2 separate regions of the Anser cygnoides genome follow, and region 1 is linked to region 2. The links are chromatin contacts, called in public Hi-C maps. All regions are on one chromosome and are shown on one strand. Each heading gives the region's core, a stretch centred on a gene start, on an enhancer-like site or on the middle of the called end of the contact. The rest is flanking DNA. Distances are from core to core; before and after follow the strand shown. Region 1 overlaps BACH2 (BTB domain and CNC homolog 2). Region 2 has its middle 64 kb from the start of BACH2.

Region 1 (2,700 bases), core at 193-2,692, 240 kb after region 2:
ACTTTCAATGCAAGAGCATTAAGGCACAGCTTTGTTTCCTACAGCTCTAGAGCAAATGGCCAAGAGTTTGAACCGTTTATAAAGGTCTTGTTGGTTCCACTCAGTTCTGCCCTCAGTTCTGCCATGCCCGATACATAATGATTGTCTTTTCTCATGCTTATTGGATGAATCCTTTTATTTACTGTGATGTTAAGCCAGGCTTGGGAAGTTCAGTATCTCCACTAGCACTTGGCAGCTCACGGAAGACGACATTGAAATTTAGATATAAAGAAATAGTGAAAAAGCTAATGTATCTCATGAGATAAGGAAATTCCTGACACTTGACATTCATATCTTAGTGAGAGTGAGTACAGGGCCTTGGTCCTTTATTCCAAACTGAAAGAGAGGGGGAAGGACAGCAGCAGGGACTAGTACACTGAGGAAAAAATGCCGCAAAATCATAAGCAAGTTATATTTTTCACCAGGGTGGGTTGGCTGTCCTCTACGGAGTGTATCAGCCAGAATCAGGGGCAGCCGAGGCTGCAGCAGGAGTGGAAAGTGCTGGCTTGTTTGTGGCGTGGTGAAAACACAGCCTCTGCTACTGGTGTAAAAAATCAGAGAAAGCGTAACTGCGTCGATAGTGGAGATTTAAGAGCTCCATTCTCCGTGCGGTTAGCTCTGGCTGGAGTAACTGATGAAAGGAGTGGGCATCCTGCTTACTCTTCTCATTCTGAAATAGTCCAAGCCCGAGTACACAGATATTTCCTGGATATAATTCATAGTTATTCAAAAGAACAGTTTACAGGGCAACATACTTGCTGGGCTTTTCTTCCACAGCTCAGAAAAGATGGAGTATCCTTTTCAGGACAGCCCAGGTAAGCCTTCTCTCATCTCACTCAGATACCTGAAGAGAGAGCATCTTTTCTAAGTCCCATCTCAGCTCCCTCTGTGGGCAGGGAGGAGGAGAAGCCAGGCAGGACGCGTTGCTCTCCAAGGGGCTCTCTCTGCCCGTGATGCCAGCAGCAGGGACTGGGACACGAGCAAGTCTCAGCCCATCGTTTTAGACAGCTCTCAGCCCAATCCCACCCGCGGCTCAGCCATCAGCTCTTGTAAACTGACTTGTGGCTCTGCTGCAATAAATACCGGCTGAGAAGCCTGCCCTGCATCGACGTCAAAGCCGATAGCCTCTCACTGCAGCAATACCACCGTGTAGTTATTCATTGTGTCCATGCCAAAGAGTGGCTTTTTTTTTTTTTTTCCAGTTGACAGCTAATTGAGGAGAGGGAGACAGGCAATAAAAATTATGTGGATGGTGAAGGAAATGAGTCTGACTCACTTCCACTCTCCCTTTCACTTTTTTAATCCTGTGCAGTGCTGCATATGACAGGAGTGGGATTATGCTGGCTGTACTGATAGCAGCCTTTGCCCTGCTGTGTAGGTATTTTTATTTTCAGTCTATTTTTTATTTTTTGAACATGTTTCTCTCCATTTTTCCATTTCCCTTCAGCAACTTCTACCCGACAGATTTAAGTCAATTCCATTTCATTCCTGTTCAAAATGCAGGCACGTTTCCTGCTTGCAGATAAATATGTTTTGAAAGGGAGAGGGAAGGAAGAATAACGTTTTAACATCACTTTCAGCTTGGGACTCGAGCAAATGAGCGAAAACTCTGAATGTGAAAGGAGTGTTTTTGCAGCGAGACTGTGGTGCCTTTCAGTGGCTGTTTTTATTTTCAGACCCTGGGTGAAGCTTGAGAGAAAAGCAGCCGACACCGAGCTTGTGTTTACCGTCCAAAGTGTAGGACGGGGAAATCGAAGAGGTTTCGTGCCGTTAGGCAGCAGTCTGTAAACAAGGCATCCACATCACCATGTCTAAGGTCAACTTCTGTGTACAAGCAGGCGTGGGGGCGATGTTGGCAGGGCCACAAGCTGACCTGCAAAGTAACGCGCCGCAAAGCGGTGGCTGAGCCCCAGTTTCACAGGTGGGGACAGAGGGGCAATGTTCAGGGCATGAAACCGTGTGAAAGGATACTGCGGGTGTTTGCGCCGGGTTTCACGTGGCCCGGGCTTGGAGAAACACAGAGCAACAACAAGGGAGCCCTGGAAAGTGCAAGCTGATAAACAAGGCAGGGAGCTGGCTGCCGCCAGAGGTGCTGGCGTGGGTGGGTGGGTGGACGTCCTTCACAAACTGCACAGACTTCTAAGCTGTGCTGCTATTTATCTCCACATGACTTGAGGTGCACCATTTGAGGACGATAACCATGTTTTAAATATCAAAGGAACCTTTTCAACCAGAGTCTTTTGCTTGGCTGGAGAAACTTCAATCTATTTTCTTTGGTGGCGTGTCTAAAGAATAGTCGCCTTGTTTGAAAGAGGTTGGAGTGTTCCAAACCAGGACAGAAATGTAAATATTTACTGCCATCTTTTGGTCAGTGTGGGTATGACTTTAAAAAAGAAAGGGTCAATCTGGTTACTCAAGTTGTCATCTCCTTCAGATTTGTCAGCTTAGTCTTATTTTATCACCAAATAGAGCAGCACACCTTGAAACACTGGGTTTTGCATAGTTGTATTATCAATCTCAAACGATAAGTGAAGCAGGGCTTGTAGGGAGCCAAGATGTCTTTAATTTGAGCGAGCTGATAGGTTTGTGAAGAAAACCTAACCGAAGTCTTTGAGCACATCTGCCTTTCTCCAGGTTCACTAAGAGTTCGAGAGAGGGTTG
Region 2 (2,700 bases), core at 44-2,543:
TGGGGCGGTATGAGTGACATGACCTGAGGGCACATCCTTCGGCTCCTGAGAAATGAATACCTGAGGGCACCATCCACACAACTCCTCGCTGGTCAGCTGAGCAGGGTCTCCCTGATTTCGTGAGCGTATCTGCTTCAGTGTACATTTCCTTAGGCTTCAGACAGTTTAAGCAACACAAACAGAAAACAGAAAGATGTCCCCCTTTTTTTTTGTCAGCAGCTCTGCATCACTTTTTGGCTGGCAAGTGCAGTATATCTGACAAAGATTGCTCAGTAGGTATTTGCAGTCATAAAAAGATCTGCTTGAGTACCTGAGGCTGGGTCAGTCATGCCCCAGTCTGTGCCCTCTGCCTTATTCTTATCTTGTGTCCCTCACCTTGGCCCTCTCCATTCCCAGCCCTGTGGCCTGCCAGTAACCCATGGGCACCCCCCGAGTCTTCAGTTTCCCTTCATTTCCACTCATCCCCAAACCCAGTTATGTCTTGCTTACTTTAAGACTGATTCATTGCAGCTGTCTGCAATGACTCCTCTTGCACAGCCCCACAGTCTCTACCACCACGTCTGCTCCTGTGCACCCCAGCCAGCTTTCGAGTATTTTCCTGCTCTTAAAGGCCATTCTGAAACGTGGCTACATCCCAAGCTAACTTTCCATTTGTTTTTAATCAAGCTGGTGAATTCCCCATGCAATGTCTTTTGTGTGTGTCATCATCATCATCACTATTATTTCCAGTGCGCCAAAACCTTTAAGGCTCTTTGTTTTAAGACAAAACAATTTTACCACTTAACAATGGGAGGCAGAACGCTGCTGGTTTTCTGAGTTGAGATTAGGTACAAAAGAAAGATTGGAAACCACTGGCCCAAACAGTTCTTAATCCTATGGTAACCTGCAATATGTTCCAGTGCTCGGTTGTCTGTCACTAGAAAAAGTTCCTGAAGGACAGCATAAATCTTCCTTGGTGCAATTTAAGCTCAGTACTTCTTGTGTTATCACCAGAAGGTATGGACAAGACTTCGTTACAGTCTCTGTTGCCGCTACCTTTTATGTGTGTGAAAGTTGTTGTCTTGTCTTTTTCAGACTAGACACATTCTCATGGTTCAGTTTTTCCCCCCCAACTTGACATTTCCTAAACTTCTGATCAGTCTTGTTGCTTTCGTCTGAGCTTTCTCCAGCACTTGAGTAGGGCAGCTAAATATATCACTGCTCTTCTTTGAGATCCAAATTGGCCTTTATGCTATGAGCTATCCTGAGAGTGCCTACAGGATTGATTACTAGCCAATTCACCTAAATCCTTTGCTAAAACACCACTTTCTGAAACAGAGCCCCCATTCCTGTAGGAAAGCTGCTTTTATTTGTCCCTAGCTTCACGGATTTTCATTTGGCTGTCAAAATGGATACTATTTAACTGACCTTCCTTTAACAAGTAATCCAGATCAATTTTTCTAGCTAACCTATCCCTCACACTTCAACATTTTTTTCTGTTTTTCTGCAGACTTTCCACAAAGACCAGAAAGGAATCCTGTGGGACACTGCAAGGAATATCCCCCAGGGTGATAAAATCTCATTTACAAGCAACATTTAATCTGTTCATTATGAGCTCTTTTGACTTTGCATTTATCATTTATTTTCACAGTGTCATGCGCAGTGAAGTCACGTGTCTTACAAAACCCTAAATGCATAGTGTCATCACATTTACCCTTACCAAACTTGAGATCTGCTCAGGAAGCAATAGCAGGTTTGTTATCTGTAAGGGACCTCCAGCTTTCTTAGGGAGGGACAAAGAGTTCAAGTAACAGAAGGTGGTGTGTTGCTTGGAAAAGACCAAAAAAAAAAAATAGAGGCAGGAAATCTGTTAGACATAAGAGGAGTGTATCTGTACTCATTTCATAAAGATATGAATTAAAGACTGGAACTGACTATTACTCTAAATTGATTGCATCTGGTAAGCATTAACTGAGTACACATTTCTGAACTGTTTGCTGTTTTTTTGATCCCACTGGGTAGTCAGCTTCTGATATTTCCACTGAACCATGTTTAATCATGTTTAGCAATATTTTAGTGATAAGAGTTGGTGGCATTATAGCTCCACTTTCAGTCTTTGATGCATATGATTATATTACCTTCTTCAGTGAATGTAAAAATCCTCCAGTAACTTGCACTACTGACGTCTGAGAAAGTCAGGGCTGTTATTGTTTCAGTGTTCAGCATGCTGCCACTTCATTGCTTTGATCCATGGCCTTACGTGGCTTTTTAAAGTGGAGGAGGGTGGAGGGAGAAGGGTCACTGAGCTTGTAAACATTTCTATTACATCAGATTAGTTTCTCTGCCACGTACAATCTGCTGGTGTGACTCAGACTTTCACATTTTATAGTCAGCTATGTCTACAGGGACTACAACCATTCTGAGAAATTCTAGATAAATGTGAATTAGTTTTATTCTTATCTTATTACACAATGTACAATTGTACAAAAAAATGCCCTTTTGTTGTCTTTTAGTGCAGATGTGCAACCACTGGCAGATAATGAGAACAACGTGTTCCCCCTCACCAGCTCCTTTATTCTTTGGCTGTTAGCCTTAACACAGGTTTAGGACTAACCATTCTCATTCATAGTGCTCTCAGTTGCTCTCCACCCACCTCTCAAATTTTTATTGAGGCTGCACAACAGTGATCTGAGATGGCTGCCACTAAATACTTGGAGTCAT

The links. Hi-C and Micro-C count contacts between places; a contact is called where the count stands out from the background.
Region 1: a Hi-C map of liver shows a contact between it and region 2, with 3 times the contacts expected there. The contact joins two enhancer-like sites. A contact is called at or near these places in 4 of 7 Hi-C or Micro-C datasets (granulosa cells and liver).

Annotation. Positions count from the first base shown.
Region 1 is chr3:82,858,974-82,861,673 of Taihu_goose_T2T_genome, forward strand. All of the region lies in intron 5 of BACH2 (BTB domain and CNC homolog 2), which reads left to right. Among named protein-coding and RNA genes, the nearest start is that of GJA10, 23 kb to the right of the region's middle. Within about 2 kb of position 1,443, at least 2 of the 3 cell types and tissues checked have open chromatin away from gene starts, as enhancers often do. A contact at or near this core is called in liver, where this site is marked.
Region 2 is chr3:82,617,223-82,619,922 of Taihu_goose_T2T_genome, forward strand. No RefSeq gene overlaps it. Among named protein-coding and RNA genes, the nearest start is that of BACH2, 64 kb to the right of the region's middle. Within about 2 kb of position 1,294, at least 2 of the 3 cell types and tissues checked have open chromatin away from gene starts, as enhancers often do. A contact at or near this core is called in liver, where this site is marked.